3 separate regions of the Gossypium hirsutum genome follow, and regions 1 and 2 are each linked to region 3. The links are chromatin contacts, called in public Hi-C maps. All regions are on one chromosome and are shown on one strand. The core of a region is the stretch at or near the end of the contact, and the rest is flanking DNA. Distances in the headings are between cores, read along the strand shown. Region 1 holds the start of LOC107888696 (formin-like protein 6). Region 2 holds the start of LOC107888695 (zinc finger protein ZAT10). Region 3 has its middle 15 kb from the start of LOC107899353.

The links. A called contact is a pair of places that touch in the nucleus more often than the background predicts.
Region 1: a contact with region 3 is called in a Hi-C map of leaf, with 1.6 times the contacts expected there. The contact joins the promoter of LOC107888696 here to the enhancer-like site in region 3. A contact is called at or near these places in 8 of 34 Hi-C or Micro-C datasets (callus, hypocotyl and leaf).
Region 2: a contact with region 3 is called in a Hi-C map of leaf, with 5 times the contacts expected there. The contact joins the promoter of LOC107888695 here to the enhancer-like site in region 3. A contact is called at or near these places in 5 of 34 Hi-C or Micro-C datasets (callus and leaf).

The regions. Positions count from the first base shown.
Region 1 is chrA11:63,011,845-63,015,150 of Gossypium_hirsutum_v2.1, forward strand. It overlaps LOC107888696 (formin-like protein 6), which reads right to left and starts at 1,388. Exons shown (of 4, transcript XM_016812870.2): 1 at 1-1,388. The coding sequence starts at 1,141.
Region 2 is chrA11:63,076,658-63,079,796 of Gossypium_hirsutum_v2.1, forward strand. LOC107888695 (zinc finger protein ZAT10) reads left to right here and starts at 1,843. Exons shown (of 1, transcript XM_016812869.2): 1 at 1,843-3,139. The coding sequence starts at 2,628. It overlaps LOC121209912 (a long non-coding RNA gene), which reads left to right. Exons shown (of 2, transcript XR_005905095.1): 1 at 1-92; 2 at 204-508.
Region 3 is chrA11:62,446,294-62,449,614 of Gossypium_hirsutum_v2.1, forward strand. No RefSeq gene overlaps it. Among protein-coding and RNA genes, the nearest start is that of LOC107899353, 15 kb to the left of the region's middle. Within about 2 kb of position 1,933, at least 3 of the 9 cell types and tissues checked have an H3K27ac peak or open chromatin away from gene starts, as enhancers often do. A contact at or near this core is called in hypocotyl and leaf, where this site is marked.

The DNA.
Region 1 (3,306 bases), core at 138-2,637, 570 kb after region 3:
GAAGTAGCGCCATATTTGGAGGTGGTGGAGGAGAGGAGAATTTCGGCCTTTTTGCGTGAGTAAATTCCTGAGTCTCATGCGGCTCCGGTCCTAGACCTTGTGGTTGTTGAAGGGGTAGCGATGTTGGCGACGGAGGATGTGGAGAAGGTGGCTGCTGCTGTTGCTGCTTTATTGAAGGTATAATAACATGCTTCATTTCCGGCGAAGAAGCTAAAATCCTTGTTTTGGGAGAAGTTCTTTTAGAACAAGGAACAGAATTTGTTTTCCCATTCATTTCATTCCTCGACTGAGTCACCAAATTGCCATTAACCCGACGCGAAACCGGAGTGTAATAGCTTTCTTCATTGCTGATCGTTGAGCCCTGAGGGGTATAAAAAGCCGTCCCCCGAGACTCTTCATCTGAAGAAGACGAAGATGGAGATGGCATTGCCGTCGGTGAATTCTCAAGCCCAAGAGGTTTAGCCAATGGAGGCAATGGCTGCAATTCCGGGCTCGGCCTATATCGATCCGACCTCCTCACTGAATTCAACTTACCATAAGGCGAACCATTAGCTCCACCATTCACTTCACCCACCGATCTCCTGCTGGGCTCCACGGTTCCAATGTAAAGAAAGCTGGAGGGTGGAACCCTAGAGTCTTCTTGCGACCTATCGGAGTTCCCTCCAACAAGCCTCTTTCGCGTTTCCCCAGGGTGTTTAGCGACCCGGTGACGGTACAAAAAGAAAGCAAGCCCCGATAGCATTCCCAAAGTGACAATCCCAACAGAGACGGCAATTGCAACCTTTTTAGCTGGTTTGGCAGGCTGGGTTGCGGTTGGGATTGACATCGAGCCATTAGTAGGCGCAGATGGTGGGGTAGGCAGTTGATTCTGATCTGCGGTCTGCCCTGGTCCTGAAGGAACTTCAGGGAAGAATGGCTGACTTGGGTCTGGATAAACAGGACTATCTGGAGCCGGCGGAGACGGTGAAGGTAAAAAAGTGTCAGCGCCTGGAGGCGGAGATGAACCAACCGAAAACAACGGTTGGTGTAGAATTCTTCTATGAAAAATGATAAAATCTTGAATTACAGAAGAAGAAGACGACAAGAACAATGAAAGCAAGAAGAAAAAAAAAGTGAAATGTGGATGAGATCTCAATCTCATTGTGAAAATTTCAGGGTCGAAGATTCATCTCTGAAGGGGGGAAAGGACTTTGTTTCTCTAACTGTTGGACCCTTTAGCCAAAAATGCATAACACAGCAAACTAAAAGGACGAAAATTATACTAAAAATATGAGTACTGCTGTTTTAGACTGCGGGGGAAGCTTCTTTCTGCCTCTAGATTTGGATGCTACATGAGATCGGCAATAGTCGCATCTTTTATTTTTTATTTTTAATTAATTATTCGGACTGTACTGGAATGACACCTGCTATTTTAGAGGAATAGCAAATCAACTATGGTATTCGGGGGCTGTTTTCCAGGTAAATGGACGATTATGCCCCTATAAATGGTGGGAATTAAAGGACCACGTTAATGTCCTTTTCTGTCCGATTATTTTATGGAATTGTTTCTTCTTTTGTCGTGACCCAGATATATATGCCACATATTTCATTAATCTATTATCTCTTTTTGCCCTCTTTACTGTGAATCGATAAAAATAACGGTTGGACTCTGAACTGTCGACTGAAAAAATTGTTAACATGAGCCGAACCGGACAAATGCCCACCTAAATGTCTCAGTTTTCTACCCATCTCAATATCTTTTAATCAGGAACAATACAAAAAGTAAAAAAAATTAAAAAAAAAAAAAGTCCCCCCATCATCAACACTCAGCCCTCTGCTCACCTTCCCCCCTGTTCGCCCTTATCTGCTTCAGATCAGTGGTTCTTGCCCATCCACTCAATCCAAACATAATAGGAAGAGTGGAAGAAGAACTCAGCAAGTGTGAAAAACAAAAGTTTTAGGTTCTAAACGAAATCACAATAGAAATTAATAATATAAATTTATGATTTGAAAACTGAAAAGTGAGTGGTGTCTTTAAAAAAAAAAGTGGGTGTGTCAGGAGAAATATTTATTTAAAAAGAATATACAAGATAGCTGTCAACAACTATTTTATTTGAAATAATATCTATCCTATTTTAAACAATCCAATTAAAAATCAATTAGTTGTTCAATTTCATCATTAATCCAATTTTAAAGTCATAACTACGTCAACGTCAGTCTACGGTGTGAGTAAAATATAAGATTATTAATGAAATTTATTCTCCTAATCTGAAATTTACAAATGGTAAGAATATCAGATATTCCGAAAGGAGTAATTCTTTTGTAGGTTTATTATTATTATTATTATTATTAACTTTGACTGTTTTGTGGATAGTAAGCCTGAAGTGAATAGAAATTTTAACCAGAGGAAAAAAAATAATTTTAGTAGGAAAGTTCTGTATAGAAAGCTAATGTACAAATAAGTAATGGAAGAAATTTAATTTTTTTAATTAATGGTCTTAAATTTAATTATATATAGATATAAATTACTTTAAAAAGGTGAAATTAAATGTTCCCACAAGTTACATCCGGTTGTCTTTGAAAAACAAATTTTCCAAAAAAGTCTAGCATAACTTATCTGTTTACCATATAAATTCAATTTATAAAAATTAAAACAGTAAATTTTATATATAATTAATTTGTTTGAACAAAACATCCAATCCAAACAAAACCACATGTATAAAATTGGATCATAAATTTAACTAAAAATATACCTCCTCGATTACAATATGATATTAAATAGTATGGTTGGTTGGTATCAGTATTATAATTAATGTAAGATAATGTGAGTTTAAATACGTTAAAATATATTTATTCTCCAATTTAAAAGTTGAAAGATTAATTTCTTTATTAGACTAAAAAGAAGGAAAGTTGTTTAGATCATATTCTTCAAAAATTGAAAACTAAATAATTTCAACAATTTCTCTAAATTTACTAATTTAGTCATCTTCAATTTTCGTTCAAAACTTAAAAAGAATTGTATAAAAAATAAATTTTATTTCAAAATATTATAAATCTAACCTTAATGATGATGCAATTTTTTTTTTGTTGTCTTTGGGAGGTTGCTTTAGTGATTGGCTTGGTGGGTTGTCTCTGATTGGATGAGTAAGGATGGTGACAAATTCGATTATACATGATGGTCATAACAGTTAATAATAATACTTATAAGAAGAATAATAATGGCAAGTTTGTTAACGAATAAACGTAAAATGTACGAGAAGAATTAGAGAAATATGTAATTTCGGAAGCCCAAAATATAATGTACTAAAAAAGTATGATGGAGTCGGA
Region 2 (3,139 bases), core at 593-3,092, 630 kb after region 3:
CTTATGCTTTTAATAACTACTGGTTGAATACCAAGAGAAATGGAGGGACTTGCAATTTGGAGGGATTGCTATGATTATCAACTCTGACCCAAGTGAATACATATTTCACTATAAAAATATTTTATATATTTCTCAAGCTAGTCTCAAGCATCTTGCTTCCTTTATAAAAAAGTTCCTAATTAAATGTCTTGATGTTCTTTCAGGTTTTCTTCAATGTTCGTTTGTTCTCAGTTGAACAAGAGAATGAGTTTGTTTTTAGAATAAAGCATGATTTTGTGGGATCTGATTTCAGGGTGAATGTCTTTTGCTTTTCACCATAGGGAGTGGAACGAATGCAAGCAAAAACGGCTTAAAATTAATTGTCTTTTTAACTACTGTACCTGGGGGTTATCCTATCACAGATTCGCAGGCCTTAGAATTGTTCTTCAAATATGGCGAATTTAATCTCAACTCGATTGTAACGAATATTGTTGTCAATATAAGGAGATATGAATTTAAGTACGCTAAAGAGCATTATCCTTTTATTTATAAATTGAGAACAGGCTATAAACAATTCTAGTCCTACATCAAGGCGTGCATTTGATCAATTTAATTTTTATCTACCAAAAATCGAATAAATCGATTAAACCAATAAAATTAAATAAATCGAATCTATTATAGTACTAAAATTGATTGAACCAAATGTTTTTATTTGATTCGATTGATTTATTTGATTTTTTTTAAATATATATTATATACTTTATTTTCTTTTTGGTTGTAATTATACAAATTTATTGGCTAGTTTGGGGATTGTGACCAGCCTTTTAAAACAATTTTTTTAATATAATATTAAGGGTATTCGAATTTATGTCAAACGAGTATTTAATAAGAGTTTTAATCATTACTTTGTTCAAGTTAAGTCACAAATTTTTATTTTTATTTTTATTTTTAGAGTTTAACATGAAAGATTTTATTTTTATTTTGTTTTATACTTTTTAAGAAAACTAATTGAACTCAAAAAGGATAATAATATTATTTAATATATGTTTTTTATATTAAAAAATAGTACGAATTATACTCTAAGCAGGGGTGAAGTGATCAGAAAATATTTTTAGGGATCAGAATTAAATTGTAATTTTTATGATAGTAAAAATATAATTTCACCATTTTAATAGTTTATATATTTATAATTTTTAAAAGGTTAAATTAATTTTTTATCATTTTTAAGAGATAAAGTGTAATTTTACTTTTACTAATTTATAATTAAAAAAATCATTTTAGGAGGCGGGACTGACAACCCCTGCCTCTAAGATTAAAAACTAAATTATATTAAACAAATTTTCACTATGAGATTAACTAATGACCTCAATTATACAGTAAAAAGGATAAAATTACTTAACTAATTTACCATTTGGATTTAATATATGAGTATTAATATTTCTATTTTGGGCTTGAGTATGAATATGGGCTTGGGTTTTAATAATTAAAATTTTAATTGTTTTCTTCAATTTACTTGGATGATTGAAACTTCTATTTGCAAGTTGCGTAAATCTTTAGTATATGAAGTGCGATTTACAGAGTTTTCAGGGTTAAGGATCTGGATTGTGGAGTTTTATGTTGCCACAACATGGATGGTTCAACCAGTAAGTTTAATTTCAAGTTGTTTCTCAGTTCAACCTTGAATTGGTTCGATGCCCCGACCAAGCTCCTTTACGTTTCGATGTTGCCATTTCGTTCAGTACAATAACATAACGCGTTGTACCATTACCATTACATGAATACCAAGGAAATGTACTGCATAAGAGTATAGGAATATCTTATACCAACAAATTACCTTTCGCAATGTACTGTTGAGGTTGGATGTCTTAGCAACAAGTCAACAATGGGTCGTTGCATCATCAATCAGCGGTGGATAGAGACGTGGGCCATGACAAGAAGACCCACGTAATTCCGAGAAGACTCACCAACCACCGGCAAAGTCACGACCGCTATTACCGAGCGACACGCCACTCTATAAAAATCAGACCACCGAAAAGGGAAGTCAAGTCCCCACTTACTGCTGTGCAAAACATGGTGCACTCCCATCGATGAGGATTTATTACAGGACATCAACACTCAGATACCGACATTACATTCCCAGCCATCTCCAATGTTTCTCCCACTACTAACAATTTTGCCATCTTACCCAGTTTAATTTCTAACGAATTTTGACTATGTTTTTGGACGGATTTCAAGTTTCTCTTTTATTCACTGTTGTTTTTACTCATCGATAAGAAAAAAAAAAAAAAGCAAGAAAAGTTGAAGAACAGGGGGCTGTTGGTTTGAATGGAAACAGTCAATTATACAAAGTATCCACTTAGCAGACATTAGAAACAAAACATCAAATCTATTACCATTCATTCGAAGCCTTTGTTTATTTCCTTTTGTTGACAACTATAATAGCCCACACCACACTTCACTCTCCAAAGGACGACTTTTATGATCAGATTCAGACGTGCCAATATTGGTGAGAGCAGAGTATTGCAATTTCTTTTCACCCTTCTTTCTCTCCACTTATCAACCACTTTCCTTCCTACTTCCTCCACTCTTCCATATAAAAATCAATCCTTCCTTCTTCACTGAAGCACTCACATAACAAGAGAAGAATCATGGCTCTTGACACATTGAATTCCCCAACTTCAGCTCCTCCACTGCTGGACCGTGATGATATAGTCGACCTCCACTGTGTTGAGCCCTGGACCAAGAGGAAAAGAACCAAACGACCCAGATCCGAAAACCCACCAACCGAAGAAGAATACTTAGCTCTTTGCCTTCTCATGCTGGCTCAGGGAACAACTACCAGAACCATTCCCTCAGCCTCGGCTGCTTCCAGAACCTCCCTCAACCTTTACAAGTGTACGGTTTGTAACAAGGGATTTCCATCTCATCAAGCTTTAGGAGGACACAAGGCCAGTCACAGGAAACTCGTTGTTGGAGCTGGAGATCACCTCACCATCACCACCGCCGCCACCAAGACCACTGCTGATGTCTCCGCTGTTGCTGCCACCACAGTCACGCCGCCTACAAATTTACCTCTCATGATTAATCGAGTTGGTAACAAGAATCACGTGTGTTCAATTTGTAACAAGACATTCTCTTCAGGTCAAGCTTTAGGAGGGCA
Region 3 (3,321 bases), core at 683-3,182:
ACATTTGGATTACTTTACCATAAATTGAATGCTATTTTAATTAGAATGTGAGCAGTGCCCATGAACTATTAAAGCCAATTCTTTTTAGGGTTCCTGCAATGCATGCAGTTCTGCCCCCCCCTTTTTTATTGATCAAAACAGTGATATAAATTAAGAAAAATTGATTTAGATTACAAAATCCCAAAAACTCAGATAATATTAACGTTCAAGTTTCATATTAATCACTTCTTAACGATCAGAGGGTCTGATAAAAAAATATTAATTTTACCAAAAAAGATATATAGTGATCATTGTTGCATTAGAGAATATGTTCTTTCTTTCAAAATTTTTTTTATTTTTGTCTGTTTTCTTTCATTTATATACTTCCAATAAACAGTATCAATTAATTGCTAGTATATTTTTTAATTAGTTTTTCACAAATTGTGATGCACATGCATGTTTCATTTGTTATCAACCTTGGAAATCATTAATATTATATAAATGTGTGTGTGAATTTACAAGCTGTAAAGTTTTGTTATAGAAATAAATCAAACCAAGCTAAAACTCCCTATTCAATATGGTCCAAAAATTATGAATATTAATGTTTTTCACCAACAAATTATTTAATCAATATGTACATATATAATTCTTCATTTATTTAGTTAGGAAAAAGGTGTCATATCTAACACAAGTAGCATGCTCTATATACTTTAATTTCAACCTAATAACATTTTTGCTGTTTTCATTCTTTTGGTAACGAATTAGGTAAAAGTATCACGGGATTCTTATATTAGGAGTTAGATTATATTTTATTTATTTATTATTTAAAAAATGAGTCAAATGGTCCCTATACATTAGATCAAAGAGTAAATTGACCATTTCTTTTAAAAAACTTACCCATTTTTACGGTTAAAAATTGACATAACTAATAGAATAGCCAAAAAATTACATGTGATGCAATGTGTACATCAAAAATTAATGTACAAGTATCAGTTCTTAATAGTAAAAATGGATGGAAATTTTTATAGAAACAACGGTTTGCTATTTAAGCTAATGTATATGGGCTAATTTATTCATTTTTTTAGTAGAGGGGACAAAATGCAATCTTTTTGTAAAATGCAATCTAACTTCTAGTACAATGAATTCCATAATACTTTTACCCATGCAATTATATTTTGAGCTCAATAATTAGTGCACAATCTTTTATTTAATATATATAAAACAGAATAAAAAAAAATTCAAATGATAGTGTAAAGTATCCAAACATTTGATTAAATTATTAATGTAACTTATCTATTAAAAAAGAAGAGCAAGATCCAATCCCTTCCTGAAACAAAAAAAAGAAAAAAGGGGATTTCATAAGTCCAAGATAAGATTAAGGCATAAATAAGTGAAGTAATCATTGTGGAGAGGGAGGTTACATTAATTTGTAAAATAGAATGGATTGTGAAAGCTATGTTGTTATATATGTGTAAATATTATAGGTCCCATATGTTGGTTAAAATAAGGAAGATTTAGGGGTAAGCTAAAGCAAGAAAAGAAAAGGGAATTTGATAAACACGGGTGATGATAATGGGAGGCCAGGGTGAGGAGCGTCTTCACGTGCCAAAGGCTGGACCATCCTCAGCCCACTCTGGTTTTTAATTTTATTAGTAGTATCATGGAAGGAAGACGCTCCCCTGCTTTAGCCTTTGGCCCTTTGCCAACTGCCAACCATCTCTTACTTATTTTCATAATTTCATATTATTAGTGTTGTTGTTGTTGCTGCCATGAATGAATAAAGTATAGTTTTATAGTATGTTTCTTTACAGTGTTTCAACCACCTCTTCATAATTTAACTCTACTTTTATTTTTTTACAGTCGGCTTGATGTTTGGGTTCATCTATCTGGGTCAGGTCAACTGAGCCTTGAACGGAAACCTTAACTAATCATCTAAGCCCAGAACCATGTGGCTCATTGTTCCAACGATCTATATGGCCCAGGCAGATGTGGTCATCTATGACAGTTGACTTTCTCTATGATTTACTAAGCCCCAAAGCTTTGTTCCAATTATCAACCCATTGCAGCAAGGGCCCTCTTCGTTTTGCCCTTTTGAAAATATCTTCTCACAGTACTCGGACACAAGCTTCAACCATCATCAAACACAAATCTTAATTCGATTAATATTGATATTATTATCGGAGTAAAAAGACGTGAGTTTGAGTGTACTAAAGTGAGTTTATTTTCATATTTATAAGTCGTAAATGATTATGAATAGTTTTAAATATTGTATAAAAAAAACAACCAAATATGGAACCATAACTCTTCAATATCAACCTCCAATTTATGTCGTGCAACTATTCAACATTGCTCATAATTTTGTAAACGATCATGCCTTGTATATCAAGGTTCAAGATCCAATCAAATTCATTCTCTTCTTCCATCCAATAATTTGATTGTTTCAAAAGGTCTACAATAAAGAATTCTCTTTTTCTTTAGGATTATAAATTTTGATATCGAATTTTACATCGAATCGAGATAAGTTTATAAGTTTTTGTATATAATAAATTAATTTTGAAATTTTAGATAAAATGATAAAATTTAAATTTTTAGTATTTTTATGAATTATGAACTTATTTAAATTTTTAGTTTAATTTCGAGGTTAAATTAGATTTCGACTTTGTTTTAAGGATTAAATTAAAATTTTAATGTTTAATGGGAGACTAATCTTGTAATTAACCCTTAGTTAAGAGAAAAAAGGAAGGCGTGTGTTTTGTTTTATTATTTAGTTTAATTAGATTAAGATTTTTATTCTATTAAGATATTTATTAGAGTTTACTAATATTTTTGTGATATATTAATAAAATTATTTGGTAATTAGAAGTAGAAGTTCTTATACCCTAATTTTTCTTTATTATGATTAATTTCTCTCTTTGCCGGAAAGCAAAAAAACTCTGCTTATTATCTTTCACTGTTGCTTGGTGTTGCTGCTATCGCAACCAATTGTGCTCCTTGCTGTCTTGTGTCCAAAACTCTAGTCGTGCTTGCCTACTCCAATTTCTTTGCCACCATTGTATTGAGCAGAACAATATAACAATTTCTACTGCCGGGGTTTTGATTATTGTATTATGATCTTTTTGTTATTATTATTTGAATAAGTTGGTAGTTTTTAGGAGTAATACTATCTTAGCTTCAACTAGAAAATTTCAAGGAGTAGGATTCTTAAAAAGTTGATCAACTTTTATGTATTTAAGCTTTGCAATTGCTTTAATAAAATAGTGCACTCATTTTATCTCCATCCAAAAATCTATATGGTGTCAAAGCATCTAAAGCTTTCAAGAGCCTGATCCTATTTTTTCCCCC